Regions from separate parts of the Sus scrofa genome. Here region 2 is linked to region 1. A link is a contact called in public HiChIP or PLAC-seq data. All regions are on one chromosome and are shown on one strand. The core of a region is the stretch at or near the end of the contact, and the rest is flanking DNA. Distances in the headings are between cores, read along the strand shown. Region 1 holds the start of VCAN (versican). Region 2 overlaps VCAN (versican).

Region 1 (4,590 bases), core at 1,512-4,011:
TATGTCTGCTTGAGAAAGTGACTTTGCCCTGTAGAACTGCTTGGTCAAGAGTTGTAATGTCTATGGATGTTACAAGGAACTATAAACGTTGGAGGGCTGGAGAAACACATTTGGCAAGATAAAAGAAAATATCTCAAGATGTAAGGAGTAGCTGACCCATAATTTTAATCATGCTCCATCATGCACAGATGGTATTATTTATAGTGAATGTTAACTATTAACATTTCCTTGAAAATAGATATTAATCTGCTATTAGTTGCTTGTCTTTGCTCTAGGTCTCCTTTGTAGAAAAGTTTTACTTAACTGTATCATGAAGGGAGAGCAGGGTAATGGAGAGATAATAAGCTTTTCAGATTGGTGGATCTACACTTAAAAAGTGGCCTTGGGCAGGATACTTAAAGTCTTTGGAACTCAGCTAGTTTTACTCAAAGTTGAGAATAATAATACATCCTTGAAGTATTTCAGATAAAGATCTAACCTAATGCCTCAGGTATACATTTCAATAAAGATTCTTTTATTTCATTTTTCTCTCTTTCTGAGTGAAGTTATCTTGATCATAAAGTTGCTGTGAGGAACAGTGGAAATACCAGTATACCAGGAGTCAAGAGTTGTATCTGGTAATAGCTCTGCTATTATTCATGTGACTTTAGGAAAGTCACTTTCTGGGCCTTCATTTGCTTATCCATTAAATGTAAAGTTTGAAATTTGATTCTGTTCTATGACTCTGTTACTCTAAATATAAATTTAATGGGATAGACTTTCAATGTTAAAAATGGTAATATAGGAGTTTCTGCTGTGGTGCAGTGGAAATGAATCTGACTAGGAACCATGAGGTTGCAGGTTTGAGCTCTGACCTCTCTCAGTGGGTTAAGGGTCCTGCGTTGCCCTGAACTGTGGTGTGGGTCACAGATGCACTCGGATCTGGTGTTGCTATGGCTGTGGTATAGGCTGGCAGCTGTAGCTCGATTTGACCCCTAGCCTGGGAATCTCCATATGCCGTGTGCGCGGCCCTAAAAAGCAAAAAAAAAATTAAAAACGGTAATATAATAACTATACTAAGAATAAATAAATCATTGTGAAAACAAACAAGATTTCCAAATTCTGCAATTAATAGTTACATCATTCACTGTAGTGAGCTGCTAAATAAAGAGAGAGAAAGAAGGAAAGAGTGAAGGAAAGAAAGGAAGAAAGCACATTTTGAGGACCAAAATTCTGACAAATCTTGTACATGTTTATCAATTAAAATCTATGATCATGCAGAACACAACTTGCAAAAGAAACATTATAACAAGAATCTAGGCTACTGTAAAGTGTGAGTTTAAGCCAACTGACTCAAAGAAATTCAGGGTGAAAATGGAATTTATCCTTTAATCATCACTGCTGTGATGTGTTGTGTTTGATATAATTTTATAAGTAGGGACTTCAGAGAGAAGAATTATCTCATTTTCCATATTTGGAATACTTCCATATTTGTATCGAAAGAAAATTTGCTCTTCCTTCCAATATCCCCAGTGTCAAATTAATGTGCACCTTGGATTTATTTTGTTCCCATTGTATAAACTCATACTTGACTTCAAAGAAAAGGAAGATACAAAGTCTCTCTTTTCTAAGGGGCTGAAATCCTTTGTGTCAACTGGTTGACCCCTGCTCTGTAAGGTCCCATTGGAAATCTTTTGTAACACAATGCAGGGGACTCTTCCAAGTGCTGATGTTGTTTACATAGTTGGGTGGGCCTGGCTGAAAACAAAAATCACATAAACTCGTGAAAGAGTATGGTCCCATTTCCTGACCACAAGGAAGATGTTTGATACATTCAAGGAATCTCTGTTATTCAGGGAAAAAAAATTAAATATTCTACCATAGGGGACACTTAGAAAGACTGAAGGGAGAAAAAGAGCAGAGAAAGCAGAATCTAGACTCCTGTAGGTTTGTGGTAAAGAAAGAGAATCTGTTTGAATCCTACAAGGGATTTGCTTCGGGGAATTTCCTGTCCAGCCCTTTATTCCCAGGGTCTTTGTAGATTGCTCAGTGACGTTGGGCTCCCCATTGGGCAGCTCCTGGCGAAGGCAGTGGGGGATTCCTACACTTTCCCTCTACGTCTCAGAAGGATCTCGTTTTCTAAGTGTCTCTTTCAGATTGGCAGAAGCCAGAAGACTGACACTTCCCTGAGATGGGACAGGCAGGCTCGGTGGCCGAATAGGCACTCTGTAACCAAGTTCTTCGCTGATTTTACAGAGTTTCGTTTGCTCCCAAGAAGAGCTGATGGTACTCAATTGTCTAGTGCTGGCTTGCCCCACCAGAGCCCAGGGGCTCCTTTCCCCTAACCCAGAACTAGCAGCACGGGGGGCGGGGAAATGGGGGTGGGGAGGGGTGGAAGGCAGTGGTTTCCTGGCGCACAGCACGATGTTACTTAGTAAGTCGCTGAATGGGGAGTGCTGCTGTCCCCAAGCCGATTGGTACTTCTTGTCAGGAAGAAACGCAGAGAGGTGGGAGTGCCTGGGGAGGGAGGCAGGCGGTCCCTACTGCAGGCGCGGGGAGCTGCCTTTCCGCCCCTCTGCCTGCTCTCCAAGCCTGGGCTTTTAGGAGTGGCTGAAGCTGCGGAGCGCTTCAGGAGCCGGTGAATGAACCCTCCTCCTCCTTCCTCCTCCTCCTCCTCGCTGAGTCTCCTCCTCGGTGCTGACGGTACAGTGATATAATGATGATGGGTGTCACAACCCGCATTTGAACTTGCAGGCGAGCTGCCCCGAGCCTTTCTGGGAAAGAACTCCAGGCGAGCGGGCGCAACAGCCGTGAACATTAGGTGCTGTGGACAGGAGCAGGGACCGGGATCTGCGGTCAGCCCCGCATCCTCCAGCACCATCCCGCACCCTCCGCACCCTTCCCCGGGCCACCGCGCTTCCTATGTGACCCGCCCCAGCAACGCCGAGCCCATTCGTGCAGCGCTGAGGTGAATTTTCCCCCCAAACTGCCATAAGCCGCCTTTCAAGGTAATCACGTTTCTTTTGTTCCCCCTTTAAAAAGAGAGAGGGAGGGAGAGAGAGAGAGAAACTTAAAGAACAAAAAATCGAGTTTAGAAAAAAGAAGTACATTGTAATTGGTAGAAGGCTTTAATTAAGGCAAAGAGAACTAGCTCTGCAGAGAAGTTAAGAAAATATATGCACTTTAAAAAATGCAGGTAACTTTTAAAAGGACGTTTGGAGAGAGGAATAAGGAATACAGGAGGGACCTTCGTGCTGAAAAAGATCCAGACAAAAGAAGCCCGGGGTGGGGTGGGGGTAGAAGGACTAATGGAATTGGGGGAAGGGAGGGAAGGGAATGCAGAGAACCCCTAGAAACGTCGTGGGGTCTCGAGAGGAGGGAGGGACCCGTGGCACCTTGATCTTTTATTTGTTGTTGTTAATCTGCTTGAGGCAAAAGTTTGAATGGGGACTCCCGAGACTTTCCACGTACAAGTCTCCGAGGCCACCTGGTTCCCGGCCCCTGGTGTGTGGTCAGTGCCCGGCGTTCCTGGAAAGCTGCTCCTGGGCAGCTCCTGACAGGGCGATGCAGGACCTGCGCGGACGTGACCCCTTCAGCCCGCAGGCGATCTGGGAGGAGGTCTGGTCGAGGGAGGTGCAGGGTCCCCGGTCCGTATCTCTTTGGCGACTTTGGGGCTGTCAAGGCTCTGTCTCGTGCCCCCTAGGTTCTTTTGTCCAGCGCGCGGTGCGCCAGAGCCGTCCAGGAGGGAGCAGGGAATGGGGGGTGGGGTTGTTGGAGCGCCGCGGAGGTCTGTTAAGGCGCCAGGGCGGGAAAAGCTTACCCCTTACCAACAGGGATGTGCAAGAATTTTATCTCATCCTGAAGAGCGAGGTGAAGGCTTTAGCTCCCCTCTCAACGAGCAAACCAGTGCTCAGAGCGCTCTTCAGACAAAGGTGGCGCGGGGACCCGAATATGGGGCCTCTAGGACCAGTCCTCTCGCCCGGACTATAACACTCCTCGTATTCCTTCCATTTTCCCACCCCCTCACAGCTCTTAGCCCTAGTTGAGCAACTTTACAGGCGGGTCTTGCGGCTGCGGAGAGCGAGTGCGGGTAGCTCCGGGGGACGCCCTGGGCTGGAGCGCCCCACCGCCCTGCAGAGGCGTGGGCGCCGCCGGGCGGCATCCCTGGTGCGTGCGGGCTGGGAAGCATCTGAGTTGTCCCGGCTCGCTGTCTGTGTCACTGGGCGTGGAGCGGTCAATGTGTTAGGCAGCGGAGAGCAAGGAAGGCAAATAGTGTCATAGCTTAAACTATTTGCTCTCGGATCCAGATGCGCCCCCAGAAAGTCCGACATATCCTGGGGAGATGCTACGGGAGGGAGATGCTACGCGGAGCCTGGAGAGCTGTCCTGCGGTGCGCACACCCACAGGCGGAAAGACAGTCTTGCTGTCCGTGGCCCTTTTCTCATCTTTGTCTCTTCCTCTCTGTCTCCATCTTCTCTGCCTCCCTTCCCCTCTCCCAGCCTCTGCTCAGTCTCTTTCGCTCCAGCGTCCCCTCCCCCACGGCTCACAAATGAATGGCTAGTGTGAAATCCCTGCCTCCCCTGTCTTTGGAGGCAGGCTTGGAGGGAGGAG
Region 2 (4,075 bases), core at 778-3,277, 91 kb after region 1:
GTTATTTAGTCTTACAGTAAAAACAAACAAGTTTATATTAGGCCTCAATTTCAATCCTTTCTTTTCTTGAAATAGTTGGACACTGCTTCCAATAACCTTTCAGTATACCATGTGTGATATGATTATGATTTATAGCTAGGCTAATTCAATTTATAGGCTTACACTAAATGAATAATGCTGTTTCGCCAAGTTATCTACATTGCCCTTATTGAGATTCTGGTAGATTTCTTCCACATTATTGGTTTCTATAATAGGAGTTTGATATCATTATATAAAATTCCAAATTCTTATTTTTGTTTCATCTTTAAAATCTTTTTTTATTATTTATTTGGGGTGTTTACCCAATCAGTTTCCCAAAAGTGTTGCTCCTGAACAAAACTGAGTCTAGGCTTACCCTGTGATTTCCATTAAAGCTATTTCCTCTGAACACATTTCAGTTTTCACTCTGTCACTCAGTTGCCTACTAAGCAGTCACATTCTGGTTGGTTTTCTCCTCACCAGTCATTCTTTAACTTGGCTATTGATCTCTAACAGCAAAATGCCCCAAGTGCTTATTAGAAACCCTGACAAATAACTTCAATAATGAATGACTTTACTTGCCACCCAAGTAATGTCTTCAAAGACGCCAAGTTAAACCATCCAAGTTAAATACACATTAAAGCTGGCGAACTTAAACAAACATTTCTTATCTAGCCTCTCTACTATTAGCTGACTTTTAAGTTCCTTCTTTAACCTATTGTTAAATGAATGACCAGTCTGAAGTGTTCCCCCCATCTGTTTTCCAGTGTCTATGACCTTCCTGTCCCCTTGTTCTCAACTAGGGTTACTCCCTTTTTCATTCTGCAACATCTTCCTCTAGCCTTCAGTATAAAATTCTGTAATAATTAGTGGGGCATACCAAGCCCATCGGCCACTTCCCAAGGTGTGTCATCTCAAAATACTTGCAGTTCATGGAATAAGCCATGACGTTTTTCACTTCTCCCAGGGTTGCATCCATTAGCCCTTAGAATGTTTAGAATACTTAGAATGCTACGCTAATTTCTTACCCTCTTACCCTAATTTCATTTGATTTGTGTTTGAATACCTTGCTTAGTTGAGTCTTCTTCTTCCAGGAAGCCTTCCTAGCTGGATGTGACTGAAAGCTCCTACAGAGCCCTTTTGGTGACCTCTTCCCATTCTACCACTGACCCCTGTGGTGTTAATTTCCTGACCCTGAGCTTTCTGAGGCAGGAATTAACTTCCATCTCCATTTTTTCAGCACCTAGCAGAGTGGTTGACAAAAAGAGATATGTGAATGATAATCAATATCCATACATTGCTCAACCGACTCACTCTGTTACCTTTTGAATCTTGAAATGACCAAATAAGTCTTTTGGATGAATCTCTATATGACAGTTCTTGTTTATCTAAATTAATATTTTATTTATGGGATGATATGAGAAAAAGAATGTATAGACAACTGGGTCACTTTGCTGTACAGCAAAAATTGATATAACATTGTAAACTATACTTTAATTAAGAAAAGTAATTTAAAGTTGTATCAGTAGGAAAAACAATAAAACATAATAGGTGGCATTTCAAATAGGATGAAAAGAAAAAAAATGTTTCTCAGAAACTAAAATATGTAACTGAGCATAATGCATCTTACAAAAGTTATTAACCCAAAGGAAAACAGATGTTCCTACTGGAAATGATGATACATTTGTCCATGTGGTTGTCCCAAGAACATATACGCTTTGTGAAGAAGAAAGCAAACTTTTTGAAGGTTTGAGTTATATCAGGGCATATTTTTCATGCAATTTTAGGAAACTGACAGTTACTCAGATCTTTAGCTTTAAAAAAAACCTCATCATCCAAATGCAAAATCCAAAAGGAAACCTCACTCCTGAATGTTATCAGTTCGTTTCATTTTTTAATAGATTGCTTGACTCAGGGTGACTTGGTTGCCTAAGGTTAGACAGGGCTTCCTTCATTCATCCACTGTCTTGAGTCTGTTCTTTCAAGCACGGAGGAAGCCAGACATTAGGGAACACTATGCAATCATTTATGTTTCCCCATCTATATGCATCCTGTCAAAATCATTTTCACTATAGTCTATGGTCTTTTCAGCTACAGACTATAGGGTGTCCATGGACAGCACAGTTAGGAAGGTACTAGAAACTGTTAGGGATCTTAATCACACTACTTTTTCTAACACACCACCCTAACCAATGGTTTAGAGTAAATCTGTGGAGCTCAGAAATTTTAAAACTTGCTCCCTTCTCTCTCTGACCCCCAGGAATAAAATTCTCACAGGGGGAATTTTCCTGTGGCCTGTGTTGCTCCTTTCTGGCTTCTCTTAAGTGAGTTCCTGTAGCACTGTCAAAGCTCACCCCTCACCACTGGGACCGGATGCTTCAGTGGATCAGATGCAGTTACTTCAAAGGAAATGTCACCTTAGATTGCGTTGTCCAGAGGTTGAGGGTTGAATAGAACTGACAATCCAGTTCCCTTTTTAACATGTTGAAGAGCTTTAAAAACATTTGATTTGTAAGAAAAAAAAAAAATCCTAACTTTATCCTTATACATTTAAAAAAAATTTTTTTTCTACATCTTTCACATTTTCCTTCTGTCATCTCTGTTTGTGAGCACTCCATGTCACCCTGGGCAAGGCTGCTGGCTTGTCACCTTCCTGGAAAGTAGTCATAGCCTCTGACTCTCCTGCATCCTGTTTGGGGAAAACAGAGAGATATCCTTTCCTCCTTTCCTCTGCATTTGTCTAAATCCAGTCAGAAAGTTCTCAACAAGTTACTCATTCACAGATCCAGAAATGTTTTCTTTTCTAGCTCTAACTAACTTCTCTTGCCCCTTGATAATTACGATGAAGGTAGATTACAAAGGCTACAAAGGCTAGTTGATAGCCTTTTGTGCTTAAGTCCTACTTGAAAAAAATATTTCTGGGAGGTAACTGAGTTTTTTTTCATTTTGATAAACATGATCCAGCATTGGCAAACAGGTATACTTACCCACTTGCCCTCCTGGTCATGATGCAGAATTGATGCAGGAAAATTACCCACCTGCTAGTGGATTTGACTTTAAATCCTGACACCCCCCTCCCAGCCCTTTTCTTAAATAAACACATCAGCCTGTCAAGCAAAGTATTGTGAGAAAAAAAAAAAAACAGCTTTTAAAACCAATAGAAACAATAAAGAAATAGCCCTTAACCCAGGAAGAAACACTTAAAAGGAACAGAGAAAAGGAGTAACAAATCGCAGGTCATAAACCATTATTCTCTTTTCTGCAGGAATGTATCATTATTACCCTTTTATAAACACAAAGGTTCGCGTCCTCCTCCCTCTCCCAGATGTCCTGGACATTGAAAAGAGAATCAGGAGTATGAACTAATTCCCTGTGTTTTCTAAGCTTCTTTGTAGTTTCTTGGGTTGAAGGGATCGTGCATGATTTGGCTGAAAACAATGATGCAAAACAAAACCCCTAAACCGAAAACTGAAGTTTTACTTTTTCTACCTGAAAATCCTAGAAGACTTTCTGTAAAGTGTTTGCAGCTGGATGTGTGTTGGCTGTGGTGTGGTTTTAGCTCCAAGTCAAATGCTATTTCTCTGTGAACAAGTCACACTGCATATCAACATTAATTTAATTATATTAAATCTCACAGGCTTCATTTGATTAACCTACAAGCCAAGGAAAACATAGGCTGTTGTCCATCCTTTAACACATTATTCAGGAATAGAAGCGTTTTCAGTTTCTTTTCCGAAAGACCACTCAGCTCTCGGTGAAAATTTTCACTTGTGTTGCGGTTCAGTTTGGTTGGAAGTTAAGAGCTGCTTCTTCTGCTTCTACACATGACATGGAACGAGCCGTAGAGTCATTCTAGAACACAAAACCCCTCTCCTCTGCCCTTCCCTTACTTGAATGCAGGTGGCTGGTGACAGGCACACAGCTGGAAGAACATTTACCTGCCACCAGCAAATCATTTCATAATTGAAGAGATCATCCTTAAGAAAAAAGAGAAGGATTTATCAACGCAGTAGTTCCTTCTCACAGATGCTTCTCCACCAGTAGAAACTTTACAATC

Evidence for each region. HiChIP or PLAC-seq counts read pairs in DNA pulled down with a chosen protein or histone mark.
Region 2: a contact with region 1 is called in an H3K27ac HiChIP or PLAC-seq map of alveolar macrophages. The contact joins the enhancer-like site here to the promoter of VCAN in region 1. A contact is called at or near these places in 16 of 47 Hi-C or Micro-C datasets (alveolar macrophages, brain, embryonic fibroblasts and 9 more) and 2 of 2 datasets of contacts at active chromatin or transcription factors (alveolar macrophages and skeletal muscle).

What each region holds. Positions count from the first base shown.
Region 1 is chr2:91,697,022-91,701,611 of Sscrofa11.1, forward strand. It overlaps VCAN (versican), which reads left to right and starts at 2,762. Exons shown (of 15, transcript NM_001206429.1): 1 at 2,762-2,987.
Region 2 is chr2:91,788,469-91,792,543 of Sscrofa11.1, forward strand. All of the region lies in intron 12 of VCAN (versican), which reads left to right. Among named protein-coding and RNA genes, the nearest start is that of VCAN, 91 kb to the left of the region's middle. Within about 2 kb of position 2,028, at least 7 of the 83 cell types and tissues checked have an H3K27ac peak or open chromatin away from gene starts, as enhancers often do. A contact at or near this core is called in alveolar macrophages, where this site is marked.